Regions from separate parts of the Arachis hypogaea genome. Here region 2 is linked to region 1. Evidence: chromatin contacts called from public Hi-C data. All regions are on one chromosome and are shown on one strand. Each heading gives the region's core, a stretch centred on a gene start, on an enhancer-like site or on the middle of the called end of the contact. The rest is flanking DNA. Distances are from core to core; before and after follow the strand shown. Region 1 holds the start of LOC112750306 (protein SHORT ROOT IN SALT MEDIUM 1). Region 2 has its middle 46 kb from the start of LOC112752479.

Evidence for each region. Hi-C and Micro-C count contacts between places; a contact is called where the count stands out from the background.
Region 2: a Hi-C map of leaf shows a contact between it and region 1, with 2.7 times the contacts expected there. The contact joins the enhancer-like site here to the promoter of LOC112750306 in region 1. A contact is called at or near these places in 4 of 8 Hi-C or Micro-C datasets (leaf and an unstated tissue).

What each region holds. Positions count from the first base shown.
Region 1 is chr15:73,754,742-73,757,441 of arahy.Tifrunner.gnm2.J5K5, reverse strand. It overlaps LOC112750306 (protein SHORT ROOT IN SALT MEDIUM 1), which reads right to left and starts at 1,352. Exons shown (of 22, transcript XM_025798952.3): 1 at 1,214-1,352; 2 at 1,019-1,121; 3 at 800-899; 4 at 301-501. The coding sequence starts at 868.
Region 2 is chr15:73,827,332-73,830,031 of arahy.Tifrunner.gnm2.J5K5, reverse strand. No RefSeq gene overlaps it. Among protein-coding and RNA genes, the nearest start is that of LOC112752479, 46 kb to the right of the region's middle. Within about 2 kb of position 1,276, at least 3 of the 3 cell types and tissues checked have open chromatin away from gene starts, as enhancers often do.

The DNA of each region.
Region 1 (2,700 bases), core at 103-2,602:
GGATGAAAGATTATTGCAAGGCAGAGTATGGAATTGAAGTCGCAATTCATCCAAATCAAAGGGAAAACAAAATAATGGTAGGTACTTGTATAGAATAGAAGAGCACCAAGATCACTTCTACTCCATCGTATTTTTAGACCAACCAAAGGACACCTAATACCAGATGACCAGTTCACTCCAGTCCACCCACTCTGTCGCATCAATCCAAACAAAACCTAAGGAACCATTTCCAATTATATAACACTCCTTATCCTTATCTTTCAGATAAAGCGTTAACCGCACATAACACAACACACTGACCTGCTGTGCACTGCTCAAAGCAGATGAGCCATAAACCGCACTATACTGCCCCCCATACTGTGCAGCAGTTGAACTGTGAGGGCGATATCCAGCAACATCAACTTCCTGAGAGGCACCTAATATCGCTGAATGCCTTGATGCCACAGAATGCTGCCCCACATCATGTCCTCCAACAGAAGCTCCAGTGAAATTAGAACCCAGCTGCAACCAAATTCAAAAACACCACAAAAATCCAAATTAATCTTCCAATAAACAAAATTCCAAGCATTAAACAAAAATAAATTGTAATTTTTTTTTACTTCTAAGAATTCCTCCTTTAAATTTTAATTGTATTATACAAAACATAGCCTAAGAATCAATGACTTACGATGGTGAACATTCATTTAAAAAATAAAAATAAAGGAAAAAGAAAACAATTTTTTAAGGGGGGAATAGATAAATTTGACAACGACAGCCTGAATGAAATCAAGAAACTGTTAAGAGTCAATCAAAGGCTTACGTTCTGGCCGTATGCGGATTGACCCGGGTACGATTGACCGTAAGCACCGCTCCCTCTGGAAGAATACATGCTCCTTCACATGGAACGAGAGCGACCAACCCTGAAACCCAAAACCATTCCAACAATTCGTTCATCAATAAAGCAACAGCAAACCGAAAAAGACCAAAACAAAAAGGAGGAATTTTGAAGGTTTGGTTCTTTAGCAAATTGTCAACGCACCGATTGAAGAGATGGGGAAATTGGATTCCTGCAGAGACGATGAATTTGAAGGTGCAAGATATTTACGACAAAGTTTGATCGGAGAAAGGAGTGTGAGGAAACCCTAGAAAGAGTGAGGGAAACCCTATAATGTAAGTGAAGAAGAAGAAGAAGAAGAAGAAGAAAGTGAGTGAATGAATGGAAATCGGGAGACACCTTGTTTTATCCTGAATTTGTTTTTGTTCCGTTTATCTCAAATTTTCCAAGCAATGAAGCAATACTGTTGCACGAAGAATCAGGCTTTTGCGGTAATCACAAGGGAACGAGGGTTTTTGTTTTTATTCCGTTGTTCAACGCGGTTAATGGGCTCTGGTTATGTGTGGCCTTGCAGTAACAAAGAATGATGCCCAACTAATACCAACAAAAATCAGGAGCCCGAAAAATGTATTAATCCTGAATTCCTGACCCAAAGTAAGGTCCAAATTTTGTGTATATGAGAACCCACTGAAGGAAATAAACAAAAGCAAGAGGCCCTAAAAAGACCACAGCCGGGTGTGAAATTTGGCTAAGGCCGAATAGTACATGAGAACCCTTAAAGGTTGTGTATGAGTACATAGTGTGCATGAGTTTGTGATATTGTATGTCTAAAATTAGGAGTTGTTTAATTTATTTGACAAAAAAAAGAAAGCAAAAGGTCTAACATACTAATACCATTAGGGGAATGTCTCTGCCATGGACAATAGGAAACATCCATAGATGTAGGGGTGCACATGGGTCGGGTGAAGCCGGGTTTGATGTGACTCAGATTTGGCTCGAAATATACACTAGGTTTATTTATTAGACCCGAATCCGGCTCTAAAATACACTTTCGAGCCACAATTATACCAAGTGAAAATCGGGCCGTTAACATTACATTACATTGATATCTTCTTGTAAGCTAGCATGTAAAAATATCCAAATTTTCAAGACTCTAACCATTATTTGACATGGTAAAATTCACTTAGTAAAATATAACAATAATCAACCCTTCTTCAAAATTAAAGCATAACCACAATCAATACTAAAGCATAACCACAATCAATACTAATATTGTCTAATAACACCAAATATTTAAATCAATACAAATAACACAATATTATGCATTAGTCTAAAGTCTTATGCATTCTAAACATAAAACATTAACTTATAGACTTATAATGACTAATAACACAAAATATTAAGGTTTACAATACTTAAATTCCACATAAGAATAGCCATGATCCATCACTAATAACACAAAATATTAATTGTGTATGATGACCGGGCCACCGGGCCAAGTTCGGGTGACTCGAGCTATGGCCCGGACCCGACCCAAAATAATGACCGGATTTATTTTTGAGACCCTTACCCGACCCTAAACCCGGTGAAATCATACCAAATTAGCCTCTAAAGTGTTCGGGGCCAGGCTGAATCTTCGGGCCGGGTCAGGCCATGTGCACCCCTACATAGATGTGAATGCCCATGTATCTTAGCGCAGCTCTGGACACATGTGACTAACAAGTGGGGTGGGGAAGCAGGTGTTTCAGGGGCACGGATTGGGTATGCGGAAGAAGTTTGCATACCGAAATGCCAAAATGCTCTTTGGCGCACCAGTCAGTCAAAAAGTATCAAAATCAAAATGTTTATTTTTGTGAGGTCTTTCTCACAATTACACATGAAATAGA
Region 2 (2,700 bases), core at 27-2,526, 73 kb before region 1:
GGTAGCGTCTATGGTGTGGCTAGTACAAATCATCCACACCTACAAATTCTAAGTGGATTGCTCCATTTTAAAACACGTGATAAAGAACTAGTTATGGTAGTCTTTATATGTGGACTCAGAATGCTCACAGTATCAGAAGTATTTGATCTATTTGTCTCATATAAACACCTTTAAAAAATTAATTACATGTGATTAATAGAATGTTGTCTTCATATTTTTGTTTCGCTATTGGGGCTTTGCAAAAATTTGTGGCCAACACTTTAAATTGGGCGATGATGGTGGTTATTTGTAAACTAGCCTTCTATTTAGAAGTCGCGATATTCTCAAGATACTTCTAGTTTACTACTGTTAAATATATTTCTTATTGATCTTGTCATCTTGTAGAAATAAAATATTTAATTTTAAATTTGTTGTTACAAAAATAAAAAGATAGTAAATAAAAATAAAAAGATGAATATTTAAAATAAAAAATTACACATGTAAAATAAATAAATAACCATCATTACCAATTTAGTATTTTTTAATAAAAGGAGAAATAGAGTAGACCTATGTTGAATAGTTTTAAGGATCCAGGTTTTGCTCCACGTCAAATGGCCAAGGCTTTCTTTTTTTTTATTTTGTAAAGATATATTCTGTTAGATCTTAAGATATCTGAGGGATTTTTCTTACCAAGAATTTAAAAAATATAGCATTTTTGAAATAAATTCTAATTATTTTCTTTGTAAAAAAATTTGTTAATAGTGACAAAATACCTAAATAGAAGACTGGTTTACAAATCATCATGGCCCAATTTAAAATGCTGCCAGAGGATTTTTGGTAAAGGCCCCAACAGCAAAAAAATATTAAAGAGAGCATTTTATTAGTCACGTATAATTAAGTTTTTCAAGATGATTATATGAGACAAACAGGTCAGTTGTCTCTGCTGAGCCTCCTGAGTCCACAAATAAAGGCTGCAATAATCTACTGTCCACCATGTATTTTAAAATGGGATACACCACCTAAGATCTATAGGTGTGGATATTTTACACAATCCACATCGTAGAATTTCCCTACATAGATACATATAAGGCAAATTCTACTATATAGATAGTAGAATTCTATCTACATGTATAGATTAACATTGGCAACGCCTAAATGTGAATAGTGTGGATAGAATGAGACAATTTCTAAACAAGTTGCAGTTCGTTCCAGTGCTTATCGTAGGGTTAATCAGTTATCACATGATGACGTTCTGATTAAGTGTAGGTAATTATGTCATTGAGATGATATATAATTATCACCGATGATGGGCCATTGCATCTTTATTGTGGTTTGGGACTTTTATGGGCTTTAGTTGGTTTATAGATCTACAACTTGAATATTTTAATTTGTTAAGGCCTTGACTATAATTTTGGTTGTTGAAGTTTTCACTGGGAAGCAACATGTTATTGGGCTTATCCTTCAGGTGATTTTTTTAGGGTGAAAATGATTTTCATTCTTATGGGGTACCACAATGCCAAAAAAAAGGCCATACAGAGAAAATTGTAGACAGATTTTTAGAATTTTTAGTTCAGATAGAATTTGTATTCTTTTATAATGATTTCTCAAACGTATGTAACCATGAGTATGGAAGAAGTGACTATCGATTTCAATATCGAAAGCACATTAGGGGTACCCTTGTAAACACTATACTAAGTATATAGTTTTTCTTATCTAATCATGTGGGTTATAGTAGTCTTAGGTAATTTATTTGTTGTTACACTAGACCGTCCTTGGAATAGAAAAAGAAATTTCAATCTCTGTGAAAGGGCTTTCCCCTCTCCTCAGATGTCCACAAAAGGGAATTGAAAGTGAATCTGATCAGAAATTGTTGATATGAGATTCAACCGATAGCGGATTAATAAAGTGCAGTCGCCCATTCTGGGATGAGTTGGAAGAGGAATTCCTAATTCTTACATGGAAGAGACTGTTCAGGTGCATTATTCTAAGAAGCGGGCTGCTCTTTTCCTCTCAATCTAAACTGGTTGACTGATACTGATAAAACTCATTTATCTACTGAGCTACCCATTCTAATAGCTAGCCCGGATTGGGCTTATGTCAACGTCGGATCTTAGTTGTTTTTGTTTATTTATCAAGTTTGAGAAAACTTTTTTATCTTAGCTTAGGATCTTTACCTTTTAGGTGGTCTACTGGTCCCTCCAAGATTTGAAAGGGTCTAATAAATCATTCAGATTTGTATTAAAAGAATTGAGAATGTTTTTTTTTATGTGAAACTTTGGCTATTTATGTAATTAGTATAAGGTATATTTAAAGTTATAATGTGGTTATAAAATATTTGTTATATAGATATAAGATATTGTAGCTGTAAAAAAATATATTTGAAATATGTATTTGTAATTTGAACTTTTGTAAAACCCACAAGATAATTATATTCGAAAATATATAATGTTATGCATTTTTAACATTGAATACTTCATTTATTATGAGCTTGTTGGGTGTTATTAAATTATTAAAAAAAATATTTTTTTAAATAAAAAACTTTTTTATTTTTCAATGTGTTTGACAAAATTTTAGTAGTCAAAGTAAAAATACTAAAAAAAATATCTTTTTGCTTAAAAAAATATATTTTAACATAATAAATAAACAAAATATATTTTTATATTGTTGTACTAAAATATAATTATTAAATATAAAAATATTTTTACATGAGATATCTAAATA